Linked DNA regions of Hordeum vulgare: region 2 is linked to region 1. A link is a contact called in public Hi-C data. All regions are on one chromosome and are shown on one strand. Each heading gives the region's core, a stretch centred on a gene start, on an enhancer-like site or on the middle of the called end of the contact. The rest is flanking DNA. Distances are from core to core; before and after follow the strand shown.

The links. Hi-C and Micro-C count contacts between places; a contact is called where the count stands out from the background.
Region 2: a Hi-C map of leaf shows a contact between it and region 1, with 2.5 times the contacts expected there. The contact joins the enhancer-like site here to the promoter of LOC123442891 in region 1. A contact is called at or near these places in 2 of 6 Hi-C or Micro-C datasets (leaf and seedling).

The regions. Positions count from the first base shown.
Region 1 is chr3H:43,299,063-43,306,125 of MorexV3_pseudomolecules_assembly, forward strand. It overlaps LOC123442891 (protein PHOSPHATE STARVATION RESPONSE 2-like), which reads right to left and starts at 4,074. Exons shown (of 9, transcript XM_045119068.1): 1 at 3,840-4,074; 2 at 2,824-3,533. The coding sequence starts at 3,417.
Region 2 is chr3H:43,560,945-43,567,857 of MorexV3_pseudomolecules_assembly, forward strand. No RefSeq gene overlaps it. Among protein-coding and RNA genes, the nearest start is that of LOC123442892, 62 kb to the right of the region's middle. Within about 2 kb of position 5,632, at least 3 of the 3 cell types and tissues checked have open chromatin away from gene starts, as enhancers often do. A contact at or near this core is called in leaf and seedling, where this site is marked.

The sequences.
Region 1 (7,063 bases), core at 2,824-5,323:
CATCCTCCGGCCAAGACCCGGTAGAACCCTAGTTTCTACCAGTTTGGTAACAAGTAGCTTAGGTGCGATCATGTCTTCGCCACCGCCCAACCCAAGCCTTCCACCACCGCTCGCCACCACCGCCCCGCCGGCCACCATGGTCGGCACCTCTTCTCTGCCGGTGACGGTCACCTCCGCCGCGCCGGTTCCCACCGTCTTCACTCCGGAGGAAGTCACCGGAGCACTCCGCAATCTCGCCACCGCGGTCCAGGGCATCTGCCTCTACTTGGCCGGGCCCTACGGGCCGCCGCCGGCAGCACCACCCGCCGCGGCCACCGGGCCGCTGCTCCTGCCATGGCAACCGCCGTGGGCGCCGGCCTCCACAGCGCTCGCTGGGCCGCTGCAGCACCAGCTGCAGCCGCCCCCCGCCTACACCCCGCACTGGCCGCAGTGGCCGTCGCCGACCCTCGCGACTGCCGCCGCGTCCGTTCCACCCCTGCAGCAGCCGCTGCAGCTGCCGGCGCCTCCGCCCATTCAATCTGGGTCGGCTACCACCGCGCCGGTGGGAGTCCCGATCAACAGGTCCGGTTCCCGCCGTCGCCGTCACCACTTCCGGCCTGGTTAGCCGGGTCGTCTTCGCCGCCGGTCTATACGATGGCATCCGACCAGCCGGCGCCCACCCTGCAGTACGGCGGGTCCTCCGCCGCCGACAGGCAGTTTCACGGGGGGCCCCGCACGTCCCCCACCCCGGCGGTGCTCCACACCGCCGACCCGTACGGCCACAATGGTCATACTCAGACATCGCCGCGCTTCGCCAAGCTCGACTTCGCCACCTTCGACGGCACCGAGGACCCCCTCAACTGGCTTAATCAGTGTGAGCAGTTCTTTCGGGGGCAACACACGCTCGCGTCGGACCGCACCTGGCTCGCCTCATATCACCTCCGAGGAGTCGCGCAGATGTGGTACTACGCCCTCGAGCAGGACGAGGGCGGCATGCCCCCATGGGAGCGCTTTCGCGAGCTCTGTCTCCTTCGCTTCGGGCCGCCGATACGCGGGAGCCGACTAGCGGAGCTAGTCCGACTCCCCTTCACCTCCACGGTGCAGGACTTCGCCGACCGCTTTCAGGCCCTGGCGTGCCACGCGCCCGGCATGGCGGCCCATCAACGGGCCGAGCTCTTCGTCGGCGGTCTGCCAGATCATATCCGCATGGACGTAGAGCTTCGGGGACCGCAAGACATCCAGACGACCATGTACTATGCCCGCGCGTTCGAGCAGCGGACGGTGGCTATGCAGCAGGCGTTCGCAGCCCAGGCACCTCGCCCACCCCCTCGGCCGGCTATGTCTGCACCCAGCCGGCCTGCCCAGCCGGCAACAGGGCCGCCCGCCACAGCAGCAACTCGACCGTTCCGTCGGCTAACCCCGGCCAAACAAAACGAGCGTCATCGCCAAGGGTTATGTTTCAACTGCGATGAGCCCTACGTACCAGGCCACGTCTGCCCGCGCCTCTTCTACCTGGAGGTGGACGACTATGTCGCGGAGGATACAGCTCCCTCCGAGCTTGCCGAGGCGGCAGCCCCGGCGTCAGCCACCGCTCTCGTGGTCTCCCTGCATGCCCTTGCCGGCATACTAGCGGAAACAACGATGTTGTTGCCAGTGACGGTTAATGGGGAGCGCCTCTTAGCTCTCCTGGACACGGGCTCTACACACAACTTCCTGCCCGCATCTACTATGCGTCGCCTGGCCCTCCAGCTGACGGGTGGCGAGCAGCTCCGAGTTACCGTGGCTAATGGTGACCGTCTCCGCTGCCACGGAATTGCACAGCAGGTTCCCATCCTCATCGGCGACGAGTCCTTCGCCATCACGTGCGTCGGCATCGACTTGGGCGACTACGACTTCATCCTCGGCGTCGACTTCTTGCGGAGGCTCGGACCCATCCTTTGGGACTTCGACGCACTGACCATGACTTTCTGGCGTCAAGGGCGCATGGTGCAGTGGAAGGGCGAGGGTGGCGCTTCTCCAGCAGTTCCCTCTCAGTTGTCGACCGCCATAGCAGACTCCAAGCCACCCCTGTTGGCTCATCTCCTAAAGCGGCACGGCGACCTTTTACCGGTGCTCCTTGTTCACAAGCCCGAGGGCTCGTGGCGTTTCTGCCTCGATTACCGTGCTCTCACTGCCAAGACGACGAGGGTCAATTTTCCTATATCGGTCGTGCAGGAGCTCCAGGAAGAGCCGCCAGGGGCCCGCTTATTCCCTACGCTCGATTTGCGTTCTGGTTCCCATCACGACCACTTCGAGTTTTTGGTGATGCCTTTCGGTCTCTCCAATGCGCCGACGACATTCTAGGCCTTGATGCACGACGTACTTCGAACCAGCTCAACCCTCCGAAGGCACCTTGGGAGCAGCTCAAGGAGTTCCGCCAACATTTTCTAGACGTCCAGCTCGAGAACGAGCTGTTTGCGCAGGCGGGGAGAAATGTTTTGACCATAGGCCCAGTTAGCCAAACTAGCCCAGTTATCTTAAAAATATTAGGGGCTTAGCCCAGTTTAGAACTTATATATAGTCATGTAATCAGCACTTTTGAGATTAAGCAAAGATCAATCTATTTTGATCGGCTCCAACTAGGAGCCGGTGCCCTAACCCTAGCCGCCTCTTCCATCGCGTCGTTGCCCCCATCCGTGCGAGACGGCGCCCCTGCGCCGGCGACCACGCCCGATCCCCTCCTTCCACTATATCCTCCGGCCAAGACCCGGTAGAACCCTAGTTTCTACCAAGTTCATTCATTAAAGAAGAGCAGATGCTACATCTCAGGTCAACTCACCAAAATAGCAGAATCAGCCAGCATACCTGTGGTTGAGTTTTCGCACCACCTACGTTGTCAGCAATGTCCTTCCAGTCATCGTTCATAAAATCCGTCCACCATTCAGTCTGCTTAGCGAGCTCATCTGTAGCTGCAATAGGACTGATGCCAGTCAAATTGTTTCCAACAGGGACATCATCGGAGAATTCAAGCATGCTCTCAACTGGATCAGGGCACCACGTTGGTCCAACATCTCTTGGAAAACCATTAAAAGTAGGTTCAAAGCCTTCATGGTGTGATCCATAAATCATCGCTGAAGAACTTCCAGTGCTTGGCGTCTGAGAAATGTAAGGATTGGCACCGGCATACTGCTCGGGGTTCGGAACTGAAGAGAACCTTACAGCCGGGGGCGAACGCAAGGGGCCGACAGACCCAGTACTGGGGTGAAACTGCCCACCGGTAGGAGCAACAGCACTTTGATGAGGCGGGAGAGGTGTTCTTCTCAGTTCTCTCTCCAGCAGAACATTCTGCGCATCTGGCAGCCTGGGAAAGCTTTCATCCATGGCGGCTGAAGGCAGAGGTGATGGCACAGTTACTGGGATCCCAGAAGTGTAGAACGGGTTGGTGGTTATCCTCTCCATCTACAAGCACGTGGAATGCTCTGAGTCCACTCACAAAGTAAGCCTTCCCTCCCCTGCTCTGCTCGCGAGACCTTTCTTGGCTTCTGAAATTTTCTCCCCTTCTAGGGCTGACGCACCTGCAATAAGGAAAGGAAAAAAAAAACAGGGTTCATGATAGTCTTATGAAGGAAACATTTTAACCATCAGTATGAGAAGCAAATTTGAGCGGGAAACAAATGAATCATCACATCATGTTTGATAAAATTGAGGATTGTCATATAACCCGAAGTCTCAATCGAATCCTCCTAGTCCTAGCAAACGAAAATTGCAATTGCAGCGTGTGACCAATACCAGTACAATTATACGGGTCTAATAGCCCCTCCCATGGGGCGGATCTAGATGGTGTGCCGAGATTAGTGGAGGTCAGTGGGGTTAGCTCGTACCTCAGAAGCCAATGGCCGAAATTGGCGACGGGGCTGAGACAGCATGGATGCGCCGAGGATGAGCAGGGAACGGCGACGGCGACGGCGACGGCGGCGACGCGCGTGGGGGAGGGGGCGGCGGAGAGGTAGGGCACGGCGGCAGCTCTAGCGGCCGGATTGGGGTAGGTGGACGGAGGACGAAAGGTACGCGACGGCGGAGAGGAAACCGTGGGGTTGGATTTGGGGGATTTCTTATTTATTTATTTATTTCGAGATCCGATTCGGGGGATTTTGACTCGAGGCCGGAGGGTAGATTTGATTAAACGAAAACAAACTACTGTTTTTCCTCTGGTCACTCATTTTTTTTTGTCCTGAGAACCTCTTGTCACTCCTTGGGAATCATTTTTTTCCTTTGAAAAGGGACGTTTTTATTAACTCGTATCAATGGGATACAAAACATCATGAGCATATATCCGGTCTCTGGATAGATAGATTATACACAGTCGCCAGACACACAAAAGATCAAACCGGCATGAGCGTACTAATTCGAAATCATGTTTTAGCATTACCATGTACGACCGCAGCCTCTATATCCAGCCCAAAGGTCCGAATGGCCTATCTGATAAGCAGTATAAATATCATTTATTGTAATTAGTTATTACATTGTACTCCATCCGTTCCTAAATATAAGAGGGTGCTTGATACGTTTTAGTCTCATGACTAAAAGTAATGAGACTAAAACTTCCTAGCCTCATCCATGCTTGGATCCAAATATTAAAAAAACTAAAATCAAGTTAATTAGCATTTATTATCCTCCAAACTCTCCAATCCAGAACTTGCTTGAGAAGTTAAATGAAGAGAGAGAGGACTAATGCACATTCTAGTAATGGTACCCCTGACTAAAAGATTTTAGCATCAAGACTAGTTTTAGCCTCTCTTTAGTCAGGGGTGCTTGGAACTTTAGCCTCTTAAAGAGACTAGTTTTAGTCCCTTGAATCCAAGCACCCTCTAATTCTTTGTAGAGATTTCACTAGTGAACTACATACGGATGTATATAGACATACTTTAGAGTATAGATTCAATCATTTTGCTTCGTATGTAGACCCTTAATGAAATTGCTTAAAAGACTTATATTTAAGAACGGAGGGAGTACTTCTAATGATTCTTTTTTACTTCAACACTTTTTGAAAATGTCCAAAGATGTAAAACAAATTCACCCGGTCATTTATGTCAAGGCATTGTAATTCAAATTGCTTTATTTTTTTCTTTTATTCTTAACCTATCATATTTTACTCAACATGAGTGGGTGCCATTCCAAGGCTGATAATGGCCAAATGCTCCTTCTATATGTTCTCACCTCATTTTTTTCCAATGCAACATGAGCTGTCATATATGTTTTTCATGCAAATTTAACTCTCATATTTGTTGTATATATAGATGAAAATTAGGTCATTCTATTGTAATAATGGGCAGGTGTAACAACGCACGCCAATCATGATCTAGTACGCAACTCATAAGTCGGCGGATATGGAGACGCCCCGATGCGACTGTCACCTATCAAGATGGAAACATGGACGAAATCCGCTGAGTTTTGCTTATTCGTCCCTGTCCACATTAGAAAAATCCAAATTCGTCGAGTTTCCATCCCAGTACACATGGACAATTTTTTCCCATCCCCATCTTCGTCAGGTTTTCTATACCCACGGGGGATTCTGTCCCTGCGAGCAAGAAAAAAATAGTAGCAACACTTCAACAAAACAACAATTTTGGGGGGTGGGGGAGGGGTCGGGCTAAGCCTAGTGTTTATATGCACGGGTGTGGCGGATTGGCGACTAGAAGTTAAATTTTGGAGGGAGGGAGGTGGAATGATAAGGTTTTGCTTAGCCTGGGTCTGTATGAGGCCCAAATGTTATAGGTTTCATGGTTTTGGTGGTTTTTGATTGCGGGTAACACAAGAACGGGTTTCAACCCGCAAAATCTGACGCGCTTTAAATCTTACCCAACAACAACCCCATAAAACGTAAACTCGTCAGTCTGAAAACCAGTTGTGTGAGGATATAAACATCTATAGCTCCATGGCACCGTCAAAGAAAAAACTAAAGTAACCTTATTCGCCAAACTCCACAACCTTATGACACCCCTATTTTGATCGTACGCTAATCATACACGCAAATGCGTACAACCAAGATTAGGGACTCATGGGAAGATATCACAACACAACTCTAGAAACAAATTAAAGTCATACACGCTTCATATTACAAGCCAGGGGCCTCGAAGGCTCGAATACATAAGCTCGAATACAAACGAGTCAGCGGAAGCAAACAATATCTGAGTGCATAGATAAGTAAACAAGTTTTGTCTTAAGAAGGCTAGCACAAACATAACAGTGGATCGAAAAGGCAAGGCTTCCTGCCTGAGAGCCTCCTAACTACTCAGTAGCCTCCACGTAGTAGTATACTCCATTCTGGTAGTAGTTGTCGTCGGCGGAGTCAGCTAGCTCCTGGGTTCCGTCATCTGGTCGCAGCAATCGTAACAAGGGGAATAGGGGAGCAAAGCAACGGTGAGTACTCATCCAAAATACTTGCAAGACTGACATCAAAACTATGCTAAGTATGCATTACTATCAAGGAATGGAGCTATCTCTTTGGATTTGACTACATAAATGCCTGAATAGAGAGAAAGCCTAGTCCTATCGAAGACTAGCAACTTCAGTGTCTTGCAACATAAGAAGAGTGCAGGTTAGCATAATTATAATGTAGCAACTTTATTAGCAACGCCCAAAGATTCTTCCTCGACTCCATGCGAGAAAGCAATCTTGGAGCCAAACATTTCAATTTTAAGTCACAATTCTAGTTGTACTAGATCGGCATACAACTCCAAGTCGTCATGTTATCGTGGACACGGCTATTCGAATAGTTGAATTCATGGGTGCACCACATTTCCCAATACGCTTGATAACCTCTAGTTGGGCACTCTTTCCTGGGTCATGCCCGGCCTCGGGACGTCAACATGTCGTCGCCCTACCTAGGCTCAACAGAGAGGCCAGCCCGCCTGTCTAAATCCTAAGCGCGCAGGGGTCATGGGCCCATCACCCTTTGCACTCCTGCACGATGCGTGGGCGTCCAAGGTCGGTCCTAGCACCTCTTATACAAGATCAATGCCGTCTCGGACCATTTGGGCACGCGCTGCTGCATTGCTGACGTCCGAAGAGCTTCAGCTGATACAACGACGTCGAGTAACCATAA
Region 2 (6,913 bases), core at 4,382-6,881, 260 kb after region 1:
ATCTTCACTTTTTTCTGAGCGATTTTCATATATAACATGTTAGATTTGGAGTTAGGATTTAAAAGATATGAATGTTTTAAAAGCATTTGAATTTACACAAAAAATGAAGCAATAGGAAAGGAAAAACAGGCCAGCGCTGGAGTCGAACTCAGGTCTCCTATGGTGCAGCAAGCCGTCGGTGCGTCTGCCACTTGGCTAGGTAGATGACTGCGTTGAAATAGAGGTGACAATTTATATATACCAGATTAAACGAACCGTTTTTCGTTTTCTCCACTTAAAAATGGAGTGCGGGTTGAATACACAAAATGTGAGGTTTTTTTTGCAAAACCGCCACGACGGACGGCAGAAGCGCTGCGCGCTTTATTATTATTTACATAATAGCAAAGGTGGATAATTTATCCAAATCATGTTAGTAAAAGAATATCCAATGGTCATGATTTAATGATATATCAACTAAGCGGTCCGATGTTTATGATTATTGTGGAATTTTGTAGTTTATTTTCTCTATTTTTGACCCGTATTTTGTTCTTAGTAGATAATAGATAATAGATAGAATAGATAGATAGATAGATAGATAGAATAGAATAGAAGATAGATAGATAGATAGACTTGTACATCTTATGTGATTTGAAAGCCAAACCCGTTATAAGAGGTGATACAATGAGGAACTCCAAAGCGGTAAATGATATTTCACTCGATAAAATTGATGACATTAGTGGTTTTTACCTCACGCAACGGCATTGCTTCGGCCCACCTTGAGAAGTAATCTGGAGCTGTCAATATGAGACGATGACCTTCAGCAGGTGGCGGATCAAAGGGACCAATTACATCGATGCCCCAAGCATCGAATGGGCAAGAATGAACAGTAGGATGTAATGGAACAGGTGTCCGGTGTTTGAAGTCTCCATGTATTTGACACAGGTGACATGCTTTGGCAGCATGTAAGCAGTTAGTCATTATCTTTGGCCAATAGTACCCATTTAGCCCGATGCTATGGTACATCTTAGCTCCGCTTTGGTGTCCGCCACATACTCCAGAGTGCACTTCCTTCAATATACTATTGGCTTCATCCCGTGATACGCAACGAAGGAGGATCCCATCAAAAGTTCTCTTAAACAGAATGCCGACTTTCAACAAATAGGAGGGAGGTCGACAACAACAAAAGTTGTCATCTTGCCACACGATCATTGGGATGTATGCCATGATTGAAGTAATCTAGAAAAAGGTCTCCGCCAATCATCTTCTTCAACGTTAGTGACAACGATGGCATTTACTTCATGTTCCTCTTGTATGAGTTCAAGGACAGCAGGAAGGAGCCATCTTTCTTCTACTCTAACATGAGTGGACTCATTATCAAGAAAAACTAGTGCGGCTGCCAGTTTTGCCAAGGCATCGGGCGATGCATTTTGACCTCGTGGGATGTGATTAACCTGTACAGATTCAAAGTTTCTCATGAGTCTTTGCGCAGCAAGACAATAAGATACCAACTCTTGCTTGCGTACTTCATAAATACCATTAATCTAATATGCCTGCCAATTAGCTGCGAGTCACCATAAACATGAAGAGTTTAAATATTCATTGAGAGTGCTAAAAGCAAACCAAAGATAAGAGCTTTATACTCTGCTTCATTATTTGAACATTCCTCTTTAAGAAGAGCAAATGAATGGTAAAACATCTCACCCATGGGGCCTTTAAACACCACGCGTGCCCTTGCTCTCCTTCTAGGTGCTCCGTCAAGATCTTTCTCTGTGCGGGCGTCACCATCAAAATAAAACTCTCATGTATTTGAGGTGACGTTGAATATTTCTCCGTCAGGGAGATTAGTCACCAATAATGAATCATCGGGCATAGGGTGTGCTGCAACGAAAGTGAATCGTCAGCACTTGACCCTTGACCGCTTTTTGTGGTATGTAAGTGATGTCGAACTCCATCACTAGAACCGCCCATTTTTCAAGTCTTCCTAAGAGTGCAGGTTGGTTGAGAACATACTTCACGGGATCAGCGCTAGCAACTAGTTGAATTTCAAGGGCTAGTGTGTAATGCCTTACTTTCTTTACGGCGAAAATTAAAGCAAGGCATAGTTTCTCAATACATGTATAATTTTGATGTGCTCCCACCATGGTACGAATGAGGTAGTAGCATGCTCCCTCCTTCTCTTCATCATTCTGTTGTGCGAGGAGGGCACCTGCACAAGAACCTTGAGCTGAATCTTGAGCTGCGATGTACTCCCTCCGTTTCTAAATATTTGTCATTTTAGAGATTCAACTATGGACTACATACAAAACAAAATGAATGAATCTACATTTAAATTATGTCTATATACATCCATATATAGTTCATGATGAAATCTCTAAAAAGACAAATATTTAAGAACAAAGGGAGTAAAGTATAAGTGGCCGCCCTTTAACAGGTGTTGCTAGAATAGGGGGATTCAGTAAGTACCGTTTAATGCTTTCAATGGCATTTTGACACTGCTCGTCCCAGACGAATTAATGGTGCACCCTTCTTCATGCGTTTGGAGAACCGCTGGATTCGACCTGAAAGATTTGATATGAAACGTCGAATATATGCCAGCTTTCCCTACAAAGATTTCAACTCCTTTACATTTTGTGGGAACAATTGCCTTAATTCTTTTTGGCTGGATCTCTATGCCACGATCGATGGTGAACAATAAAGCCAAGAAACACACCTGACTGCCCAACGAATGCACATTTGAGGGGGTTCATCTTGATGTGATGTTTCCTCAATCTTTCAAACAACACGACCCGAAGATCATCCATGTGTCTTCCTACTTCTCTCATTTTAATACCATATCGTCAATGTAACACTCAACTGACTGATGTATGAGGTCACCAAGCATGTGTGTCATGGCCCTCTGGTAGGTAGAACCAACATTTTTCTAAACCGGCATTACTGTATAAAAGAAGTTTCCCCTATGCATTCTAAATGTTGTGTTCTTAATTTGATTATATCCGAAAAATCCATCCATAAACGAAAGAGCACGATATCCTGTAGCTAATTCAATCACCATCTCCGTCAATGGAATGGGGAAGTCATCCTTACGGCAAGCACGATTGAGTTCACGAAAATAAATATACACATATTCGTATTTGTCCATTTTTCTTTTCTACTCGCACAATATTGCCCATCCATCTAGGATATCGTGCTTCTTTTATGAAGCCTGCAGCAATCAGTTTATCCACCTCATCCACTATGTGACCCTGCACCTGAGGACGAAAGCGCCTTGGTAATTGCTTTACTGGCCGAAATTGTGGATCGATTGCTAATTTGTGTGTAGCAACTTGAGGGTCGAGTGCAGGCATTTCCTTATATGACCAAGCAAAACAATATTGATATTCCATTAGGAGTGTTCTATACTCTCTCGCTCTTCGTGAGTAAGGGACGCACTGACATATGTAGCTCAGGGGCCTTCCTCGGTGCCTAAATTGACCTCAATTAACTCATCAATAGTAAGTTGAACGTCATCTTTGAGTTGCTGGGGAGCAGGAGCAGCAAACAACTTCTCCATGGACCACCGGCATGGCCTCATGCATCCTAGAGAGGAGATATATATTGTTAATTTCTCAAACCTCCACAAGCATTTGCCACAACAACAAAGGAGCATGGTTGGTGCGGACATGAATATATTGGCATAAGCCCGTCGTCGTCTCACGACGTTTCCTCCAATCCAAAATAATCTCCTTTTATAGGCAAAGAGGTCACACAACTATTAACTCGTTGTATCATGCATAAACCCTCATCGTCATCATACTTTTGTTGCATTGTACTTCCTTTCCTAATTTAATTCTCTGCTTGTTCCCACCACTCTTCACACACAACTGGTGGTGATGGCAGCCTGCTATTTGGTTCTACAAAGATTCCTGCCCTTTTTAATAAAGGAATCATTCCATCTTCAACTTTCATAGCCATGAGCGCTTCTTCAGTGTGAAGAACCCACTTGTTTGTCAAACCTCCTAAAATGTCATGATAAGCCTCTAACCTTTCACCTTCCCAACAAACCATTATTTGGCTATGTTACCGTTTGTTCAACCCTTCTTATAGCGTTGTTAGTTACAGATGTGCAGATGATTCCATGTGATAACATGTATATCTTTGAGATATCATCATATTATTACTATTTAATTTAATACTCCCTATGTTCCTAAATATAACTCTTTTAAAAGGTTTTATTAGAAGGACTACATACGAATGTATATAGACATATATTTTGGAGCATAGATTCATTTATTTTGTTTCATATGTAACCCTTTAGTAAAATCTCTAAAAAAAACTTATATTTAAGAATGAAGGGGGTAAAAACAGAAATGTATTCATAATGCTATCGCCCGGAAGCTGGTCAAAGGGTTGAACTATGAGAGAATTCCTTATTTAACACTCCCTTAAAATCATGTTCCTTATTTGACACTGAAAAAAAAATTCTTCCTTATATGACCAATAGTCATAATTTCTTTCCTTATATGACACTCTAGTTCATTTTATACACGTAAAAAGACCTTTTTACCCATATACATAATGTGACCAGAAATATATAGCATTGAGCCTAAAAAAGCAGTAGTCGTATTTTTATGCTTAGTAAATACTACTACTAATCTGTCACGGAAATTTAGATATCCTAATAGTAGCATTGAGCCTGAAAAAAGCAGCAGTAGTAGTATATGACCTCGGTTGTGACAGACATGTAAGGTAACGACGTAACGTGGATAACGGACTTACCTACATTCAAGTTAGGAAATTAGCAATCTGCTACCAGTATAATGGAATCAATCAATTTTATTCCTTTTTCTGTCACGGAGATTTAGATATCCTAACTAGTAATAATAACTACTCCCTCCGTTCCAAAATATAAGACCTTTTAGAGATTTTACTAGGAGACTACATACGGAGCAAAATGAGTGAATTTATACTCTAAAATGTGTCTATATACATCAGTATGTAGTTCATAGTGCAATCTCTAAAAGGTCTTATATTTAGGAACGGAGGGAGTATGTTGCATATCGATCCAGCAGCCTGCTAGTAGCTTGCATATGTGTATATTAAAATACCTCTGGGTCATATTATCTTGAAACAACTATTATCTTATACATATTTGTGGTCACATTATACATATGGACAAAATGGTCTTTTCACGTGTACAAAATGCACTAGAGTGTCATATAGGGAAAAAAATTAAGACTAGAGGTCATATAGGGAAGAATTTTTTTTCTAGTACCAAATAAGAAACACAATTTTAAGAGAGTGTCAAGTAAGGAATTCTCTCTTGAACTATATGCCACCTCGACAGAATACATATCTCGTGACTGTGGGCGTCCACTATGACACCTTAGTGACAGTATATAAACATGATATTCCAAAATACATACAGTGAACACACGCAAATTCAGTAACCTTCGGTGTATTTCACCCATCGACCCATCCCAAAGCCACGGACGTGTGCGTCCCCCTGTGCGATTGATCGTCGGAGAGAGACGGCGCTAAACGTCACGGCCAGGGCGGGGGGCGCGGCGTCGCCGTCGGTTGTTGGGCATACAGATACCGGTACGTGCGTGATCGGTCGGTGCTCGGCTCCGTTCATGAACGCGAGCGGGAAAAGGACAAGGCAGACGGACTAGAATACGAGGCGCGATGATGCGTTCTCCCCCTGTCACGGCCCAGCAGCCCCTCGTGTATGTATCTCGGGACAGAGTACAAGCGGCCCGTTGCCGTCGGAGAGTGGTCTCTCATCGGCCGTATCCGTCGTCGTGGACCGGGGACGGACCGCACGGCGAGCGCATGCACACATCACTTAGTTATACTATGGCCATATCACTCTTACAAAACGAACTCCAGTTTTTTGTTTATTTTCTTAAAATATAAGAGCATCTACAAACGGATCTTGCAAATCCACGCCCTCAAACGCCCACGGACACGCCCGAGCGCATGCACAAACACTGACGTGCCATGCCTCAAATAATGCATTCCAAGTCCCGACACCTCAAATTCATACAAACTCATACAACTACTACGTCGATGCATTACACACATCGTTCGGCCACTCCATCGCAACTAACATGCTATCGGACTGCCAAAATTTAACATGTCTGGCTATGGTGGAGATCATCCATAGCTGCCCTTGTCCTTCCCAACGCCCTTGTCGTCCTTGTCGTGGAAGTACCGACCGAAGACGCAGTACGGATCGAGCCGGTTCTGCTCGTCATTGGAGCTGTTCTCGCCATCAGTCACCTCCTTCTCCTCCTTTGGTGGTAGTCCGGCCATTTCATGGACCGCCCGATTTTGTTCGCGGACGAGGGCACGCGTTTTCCTCCGATTGTCGTTTCTTCAAAATGCGCGCGCGGATGGCTTCCTCTTTTGTTGCCATCCGCGCCGCCGCATCAGCCGCCTCCGCCTTCGCTATTTCCTCCGTTAGAAAGGCCTCGTAGATCCTTATCCGCTCATTCCCACGGCGAGCAGACCGTTCTCAGTGGCACTCGAAGGCCTCCGGATCCACCAGCCGAGACTTTGACGATCCTCCGAAGGAACCGAGCGCCCGTTGAGCAGATTCTATGGAGTCGCGGCGGATAGATCCTGCCATCGATCGGGCAATGTCCTCGCGGGAGCGACGGAGTGCAATGCGAACCGACATTGCCTCCTCCAATCCGCACGAGACGACCCCCCCCCCCCCAATCGATGGATTCAGACTGGTCGGAGTCAGATCCGCTGCCCGCTATGCCGGAGACGGTCGAAGATCTTCGGAGGTGAGCAAGGGGTGGCGGATGGGAGTGGAGGGGGTGAAGTGAAGTGTCTAGGGTTTGGTCCGGCGAGCGGGGACAAATATACGTGGGGTTGATGCGGGCCAGTGCGGGCCAGGCAGGCGTGCCCTGGCGCGCCCGGGCTCCCCTATACCAGTCCCATATTT